Linked DNA regions of Columba livia: region 1 is linked to region 2. The links are chromatin contacts, called in public Hi-C maps. All regions are on one chromosome and are shown on one strand. Each heading gives the region's core, a stretch centred on a gene start, on an enhancer-like site or on the middle of the called end of the contact. The rest is flanking DNA. Distances are from core to core; before and after follow the strand shown. Region 1 overlaps LOC110361041 (a long non-coding RNA gene). Region 2 overlaps HTRA1 (HtrA serine peptidase 1).

What was found. A called contact is a pair of places that touch in the nucleus more often than the background predicts.
Region 1: a contact with region 2 is called in a Hi-C map of crop, with 1.7 times the contacts expected there. The contact joins two enhancer-like sites. A contact is called at or near these places in 2 of 2 Hi-C or Micro-C datasets (crop and liver).

What each region holds. Positions count from the first base shown.
Region 1 is chr6:5,138,345-5,142,328 of bColLiv1.pat.W.v2, forward strand. LOC110361041 (a long non-coding RNA gene) reads right to left here. Exons shown (of 3, transcript XR_010473663.1): 3 at 3,110-3,240. Among named protein-coding and RNA genes, the nearest start is that of PLEKHA1, 21 kb to the left of the region's middle. Within about 2 kb of position 2,492, at least 1 of the 3 cell types and tissues checked has an H3K27ac peak away from gene starts, as active enhancers do.
Region 2 is chr6:5,049,134-5,053,291 of bColLiv1.pat.W.v2, forward strand. All of the region lies in intron 3 of HTRA1 (HtrA serine peptidase 1), which reads right to left. Among named protein-coding and RNA genes, the nearest start is that of HTRA1, 23 kb to the right of the region's middle. Within about 2 kb of position 2,543, at least 1 of the 3 cell types and tissues checked has an H3K27ac peak away from gene starts, as active enhancers do.

The sequences.
Region 1 (3,984 bases), core at 1,242-3,741, 89 kb after region 2:
GAGCAGGCGAGGGAGAGAGCGAGAGGATAAAAACACTATCATAAAAGCTTCTCCATGCTTATTTTGAAACAGACAGTCATTAATTCAAGGAAGATCAAGTCAGGGACCAGCCCAAAACACTCCGATTATTTTTCCATGAGTCAAGAGTTATACTCAAAACAAAAATTAGCCTACAAATCCCAAGGCCACGCTGGTGCACGGAGCATTTCCCAGCACAGGTCACTGCCGCCAGCCTCCTGCTACAGAGAAAAAACAATCCAACAGATGGTTTGGAAAGCTTTTCAAACTTTATTCATTCCCTCTGTCTCTGCCTTTCTTAAACATTTAATTATAAGGCCAGGAATTATTTTTACTGCCTTCAGCTCAAGGTGTATATAGTCTGGAAGTAGCACGAAAGAGTAACAAGTACACTTTGAAACTCTCTAAAATTGAGAGCAAGTAGTTCTGCTGGATGTCAGGATTTGGGGAAGCTGGAGACCACAGCAAAGTGTTTCTTCTCGTACCTAACTGAGAATTGCACTGTTTTTGTGGTGCGAGTCTTTCCAGGGTAAGGAGATATCAGGTTCCCAATCTATCACCGAAATGATGACTAAGTGGTATCTGCTGCTCACCTCAGTCCGGTGGTGTTGGAGGAAGAAGAGGAAGGGAAGAAAATAAACTATTTTAAAGCTAGTGATTTTTTAAAAAATCACACCGATTTGAATTAAAAAATAACGTCTTTATTAATGTATTTCTTGAAGTTGATGTTACAACAAACCCTGTGAGGTGGAGTCTTCCATTCCATGCAAGCAAAATTATTGAAAGGGAATGACAAATGCATTGACAGACTGGCTAGAAAAAGTAATTTCAGTCTATGTTCCTGCACCACATCCCCCTGTACGACATGTAATGCCAGCGATTTTGCCTTTTGTATTCATCAACACGCTTTCCTAAGTCTGTAGTTGGTTCACTTTGATTATTTTGTTGTTGGTGTGAGAATGTAGGGCCTGATTTACAAACCCATGTAAGCTCTGATAGATGGATGAGACTGGGTGAGATTTAAGACTGAGGTTGATTTAAGACTCTTTCCATTCTTACAGCAGCAGCTTCTCTCTCTGTCTCTGACATTAACAAATCAACACAATTACAGGCAAGACAAGAAGAAGCAGCTGAATGCTAGCAGGACACCAAGCAGTAAATAATTAAAGCAATTAGCTAGAGGAGGAAAAAAGTCAAAAATTGTTTCATTGTAAAAGTTGTACTTTTCATCTGGTGACACCCAGATCTGGTGGAGATCTGTGAAAACTCACTCAGGACTTGTTTTTGGAGTTAAGTGCAGGTGTTGTCAAAGACTTCAAGAAAAGCTATGAATAATACAGAGCTAAATTTTTGTTGAGTAATTATTAATAGAAAACATGCAATTCAAGATAAATAAGTCTCTCAGGTGGCAAAACACAGTAGAGATCACGGTAACGCTGAAGTTATCAATCCACAGGGCTTAGATGGTGCTCAGCGAAAAACTAAATGTACATTCCCTGCTATTCCCCCAGATAGTTGTGTGTGGAGTAAATCAACAACCGCAGAAGGCAAGAGAAAAATGCCTCTGTTTCTGATGCAATTTCCCATATGTTTTCAATGAAATTTTTCCATATACTGCCTTTTGCTGCTGCACTTTAAATTGATCTAAATGTTCAGACTGCAAATAAAATATAAATAAATATGGGTCGGCTGGACGCTGCCACTGTCGCAGCTTTGGGAGGAAACAAAAGATTAATCATTAATGAAAGATCAACTGTGCATTCGTGGGTGCTGGAAACACAGGTACTATTTTGCAAAGGGATAATTACAAATCAGAAATGAGCTGTAACTCCATTGTATCTCCTCCCCCACGTTGTTAAAGGTCACGATTGGCTGGGCCCTATTGTAGCTCAGCTCAGAGAGTGGTAAAGGAACTCAGCAGTTGTTTCTCCCACAAAGAAACACACAAAAAAAGAAAGAAATAAAAGAAAAAAAAGAACAATTGTGTACCACTTCCATTTTCTGAAGAGGAAATGGTGATTTGTCTCAGCTGCGTGATTGTCTGGGAATTCAGCCTTTGGACACAAAGGAGTTAAACAACAAATTCATCTTAAGTCTGGAAGAAAACATGTTGTTCGAATTGCTTCTTTCCAGGGTAAATAAGCACTAATGCTTCACGACACCTTTTCTCTTTGAGGTGCACAGTGTCTCTGGCTTGGCTGGGTTTTGCTGAATCCCACCTCAGGTCGGACACAATTTAAGGGCCACACCTGGAAGATGCAGCCGTGCTGGAAAATCTCAGCCTCAGGAAAACAAGGAATGCACTGAAAGGCTGTGACATTCAGCCTGCTGAGCAGACGTGAATTCTGAGGCACAAATTCATTGCATTATGTGGGCTAGCCCGTCCAGTAAGTCGTGGTGGAAACCCAGACGAGTATCCAGCAAATGGATTTTTCACTATGACCTTTTAAAATATTGCAACGGCAAAAGTCTCACTGGAAAAGCCCCAGATCCTCTTTCTCTTCTGTTCTGAACCAGCACCGCCAAACCACGCTGCTAAATTTCACTCCAGGTCTCACATCCAAACACAAACCTGTTCTGTCTCCTCAGCACGGAATTCTATGTGACAGCTGTGCTTTTGATGAGTCTTTCCCATGTTTACTCTTTTCAACCCAGAACGTGCACTCTCGTGCCTCTGGCAGCAGGAACTGATACATCTCCCTCTGGACAACATCACAACCAGACATAGGGGAAGTTATACACAAATGTACACAGTAAAGTATGAAAATGAGTTAAGAATACCCCAAAAGGGCAATTTTTAAGCCTTAGAGCAGTCTCACGTAAATCAGCCCCATGAAGAGCAGTACTTTTCCATCTTCATACGTGACACCCGCCTGTTTCCCTGCAGAGGATGAACCTGTTCCAGGCATAAATCAGGCTTTTTTAGGAAAAGAGGCTGGGTTGTCTGTAACACCTGGTGCCTTAATCGATTCCCCACATAGTCACCAAGTATTTATGGTTTATTTTCTGAAGACTTCTGACTCAGAGTTGTCAATAACCTGTTGCAACCAGGGTCCAATAACATTGTATATCAAAGAGACAAAATGCTACATACCTCAAAGTCCTCTGAAAGAGCCCCAAGTCCAAGGCAGCAGCTGAGCAGAGAGGTTGGACACTTCTGATGTTCATTCACCTCTGTCCTTCTTCCCTCAGGGGGTAATTCAGAGGAGGTGAATCTTCACACTGCAAATTGGTATGAAAATACATTATTAATAAACATCTGTGATGTTCACTGGGCAAGACTGAGATGAGAACCCTCATAAACCTGATGGTGACATTGTCATGATTTCCGAAAAGTGTTTAAACAGCATATTGCAAGATGGAGTAGGGAACAAGAAGATGACAGAACATGCAGACACCTCATTTCTGGACACTTTTCCACTTTGCAACGGGGACGTGATGACAAAAATTGGTTCCTCAGTTTTTTATTATAAGTTTTTATTATAATGCTTATGCAAAAGGGCCCTGGATTAAGACGGCATAGGAAGTTTTAATCATGTAATTTCAGTGTTTTTGTGGACCTGATGTTGCCAGTCTCGTAGAATTATTTGTAATGTGCATCCTGCACCTACAGAGCATTTTCTTGTAGCTAACTGTTGGCTTTACAAAGAAAACTGTGTGAAAAGTCTGTATTTTTCACTGCATTAACAATGAACAAAGCCTCAGCTCACAGTAGCAACGTATATACCATTCTACACAGTGTTCGTGTTCTGAAAAGGAAGAGGAACAGGGTCAGGCTCCTTCAGAAATGAGACAGAAATGCCATTGAGATCTCATTTCCTGTGCAGGACCTTGCAAGAGCTTCGGTCGCTGCCGTCCTACGTTGGGTTTTGAGTAGTGTCATGGCTTGTAAGATCTGCTACATCTTCCCGAAATCACTCATTCAAGATGAAAAAGACTAAAAATGAGCTTGCTTTTAATTTAAAG
Region 2 (4,158 bases), core at 1,293-3,792:
AATAATAATTATTGGTGGTCCCCATCAGTGCCACAGCCATAGATAAACCCAACCGCAGCTGTGGTTTAATTCTGAGGAGGACTCAAGGGCGATACCCATTTTCCCCATCATGTTTGCAGGGCGAAAGATGAGTAACGACATCCCGAGCAGTTTGGAACCTCGGAGCACAGCTCTGGCTCCCAGGGACCTCTCTGGTTCCGCGGGGACCGGGCAGCTCCGATGAGCTGAGCTGAGAAACACGCGGCGTACGCAACACAAACAGCCCCATCTGGGTATTGTTTGGAGAGAGGGAGCACCCTGGCCCTTCCTTCTCTCACCAGATGCTATGGAGCTGACGTAGCACGTGTTTTCAAGATGTCGTTGGTCAAGAAGAGCATCTCTTTTTGGCACTGCTTATTCAAAAAAAAGAAGCAAAAAAAGCCCAACCAACACAAAAAGTGGCTTTTGTTTGTATCTCAGTGCACTGAAAATTAATGCTTTATAAAGAGGGCATTTAGCAGCAAACGAAACATAGACAAGCAAAAGAAAACAGAAATAATATTTTTCATTAATAGAAAAAAAAAAAGACTGGTCAAGTACAAAGCTGAAGATTCATACAGCGTTCCAGAGTTCTAAAAACAGTCACGGAGCCAAAATCGCATTTGGCAGCAGAAAGAAAAAACATGAACAATCTCTGACTAATACAATTACTTTTGATTGTGCTGAGTTTTCAAGCCCATGCCTATACTGGCCAGGCTTCGGTTCAAAGTGCAACGCTGTATGGATTGGCTGTGGGTCACCCGTGTGATCCAACACGCCTTTTGGAGTCTGGCTAACCTCTCCTTTGCTGGGAACAAAAATCAATTGCAAAAAATCGCTTTGCTCTGCACATATTATGAAACACAGCTTTGCAAAATGCGTCCTCTGTGCAGTGCGTTTCTAGGAGAGCTGTAGCCTTATGTAAAAATACACTACCTCAAGATAAATACAAATGTAACTAATGCATTTGATTTGTCATATTCTGTTAACCAAGATAATAAATTTTTACCTGTTCCATAGCCCTACACCATGGGGAGGGGATGGGAGGACACAGGTATGTACCACCCGTCAAGAACTAGGAGGATGCTGAACGCAGTTGAAAAAGGCCTCCAAGGTCTGGGAGTCGACATGGCAAATGAAATTCCATGGGGTTTGTGTACTCTGCCTTATGAGGAAAGGCTGAGGGAGAGTCTCTTTAGCTTGGAGAAGGGGAGACTGAGGGGCAACCTCATTAATGTTACAAATATATAAAGGGTGAGTGTCAGGAGGATGGAGCCAGGCTCTTCTCGGTGACAACCAATGATAGGACAAGGGGTAATGGGTTCAAACTGGAACACAAGAGGTTCCACTTAAACATGAGAAGAAACTTCTTCTCAGTGAGGGTGGCAGAGCCTGGCCCAGGCTGCCCAGGGGTGTTGTGGAGTCTCCTTCTCTGCAGACATTCCAACGCGCCTGGACACCTTCCTGTGTAACCTCATCTGGGTGTTCAGGCTCCATAGAGGGGATTGCACTGGATGAGCTTTCCAGGTCCCTTCCAATCCCTGACATTCTGTGATTCTGTGATACTCAAAATGCCATTCCTTGTTATTTCGCAGTGTGGTGCACGGAGCACCAACAGCACTGCGTGTAAATACTCTCGTTAGTACCTCTACAATGCCATGAAGAGTATGATGGATATATGTGCTGCAGTGGCTTTAAACTTGGGGTTTCTCTCTGAAAAAAAGGCTTAAAAATAGCATTGCCACATTCAGAACTAAACTTCCCATTAGCAAACCCCCTCAAGTATTTATTTAAATTGTAGAGGTGGGTTTGAAGCGAAGTCAGTAGAAAAACAGTCAACATCCCAGGGTATCAAGTGATTGATGGGGAACTACATCCTTCTACAGTGCATGAGAAGAGCATTGGAAATGCAGGGCAAACACTTCCAGCAGTGACTATAACCAGAATCTTATCAGAATACCCTGCCTGTGCCCTCACACGCATCTGCTGGCAAGCTCTTGCCTAGGATGTTAAGCCAGTTCTTATAAACCAAGTTTAAAATGCATGGGGCTAGGGCCCTTAATAACTATAATTAATAAACGAGCACTCTTCAATTTTTACATAACAACTGATGGTCATCAGGCTGACGTAACTACTGTTATAACTCGTGATTCTGTCTGTTTAACTATAGATTTGCCATGGCAGTTAATTAAAATCCCAGACAAACGAGGATGCCTTGCAGCACAATGGACAGGGAGCCAGAAACACCCAGCACCTAAACCCAGTGTTCCCAGTGACTCACTGCATGACCTTGGGCAACACATTAACACATCTTTTCTTTCCCTCCTCCCTCCTTTTTGCATTTGATGAAGCCTCGGGGCCCTGCTGGGATCTGTGTTTACTCAATAAAACAAATCTGCAAGCGGGCATTCTGCAAGTACACAGAAATAGGACTAAACATGCAAAACCATAAGTGGCACATGACTCACTGTTTACACCCAGCCAGAGAGGGAGCCATTAATTAGTGTTAATATTTTAAGCCTTTCTCATCCCAAAGGGCTTCAGACATTTCTATACATGGATTTGACTCAAACCTTAGATAAACATAACTCCCACAAAATGGAGAGCCGCACACCACCACAAGGAATGGCTTCACCCAAAGATAAGACACAGCGATCGTGGCACGAGACATTAGGACAAGTCTAGAACAGCACCATCAGCCAGGAGCCAGATGTTCACCTGAGGTACATTAGCAACATAGCTCCAGTCAGGTAAAATAAGCAGAGCTTTGACAAATCAGCTCTGGAGCTAAAAGAGGAGGCAGCACATCACCACCACCAGAGGAATAAAAACCAATAGACTAATGGTCATAACCAGTAGGTGTTTCAGCTGGACCTTTTTTATCCATTAAATAAGTGAATCTGCCTGTATGTCGGCACAGAAAGCAAGTAAATCCCTTCTCTGCTCTGTAATCCCATTCATTTGTGGAAGGAAGACCATCAATCTGCAGGAAGGAGTTCAATAAACCAACGAAGAGGAGACAAATGTTGGGAGTTCAGTTTGTGTTACATGGTGACAAATTTCCTTCATGCTTTTTATTTTTAGGTGGAAAAGAAACACATGTTTGTATGGTACGCTAATTCAGCTGTAAGTAACTTTGGCAAAATGTGTAACTTCCCTGGGAATCACATTTCTGTTCTCATTAATGGAACTATTTAACTCTCAGAATATGTTATGGCAGAACAAAAACTCAGGCCGTTAGCATATAAAAATGCAGTGTATCATCGACAATCTAGAAACTGCTTGACAATATGCCAAAGAAAATGGAAAACCCAAGTTAAATGCATTACAAGCCTCCAAAAGTATTTCATCTATAGTTAGAAAAACAACACTGAGTCTCATTATCTAAATATGGAGCATGGGAAGCTTGCAGAACAAAATAAAACAGCATGAAGCGTTGTTTTGCTGTGTCACCAGGATTTGAATTATCTGGCAAGACATCACTGTTCTCCTTTAAAATCAAATACTGTGGTGCTGGCAGACCCACCATGGAGGTGTGTGGACATTTTGCTTCCTGGGGAGCTGGACCAGCACATCATCCCCAGAGCAAGAGCTATGAGGAGCCAAAGATGGCAGGAAAACACTGCTGCCTAAACCCATGAGTAAACAGGAGTGAACAGCTGAGATTCTTACAAGCTATTTCATTTCTACAGGTCTTGAAGACTTCTGGAAGCAATATGTGGGTTTCCTCAGGCTCTCGAGGGGAAGCAATAATATCCAGCGACATATTTCAAAGTAAAAGAGCATTTTAGAAAAGTCATATCTGGCATTCAAGGAGTTTGTTGTTTTTTTTTTCAAAATGCAGGCTATTAAAATATTGATACATAAACAGGAAAGTTTGCTTTCCCGCTTCCTCCAGTTTGTACACACAAGGGGAAAAAAGCAAATCCCCTCCAACCGCAAAGATACAGACACTGCATTGCCTCACGAAACCACCAAAGGATGACGGCAGAAGATCTTGTTGATTTACAAGTGTCAAACTAAGTGGTTATTAGGAAGATGCAGGAAAAATCGTAAGCAAAAGGGCTGAAATACCACCACAAATTAGAGACTGGTCATAAACCCACTACAGCTGTATCACTGAGATGCCAAATCCTGCCT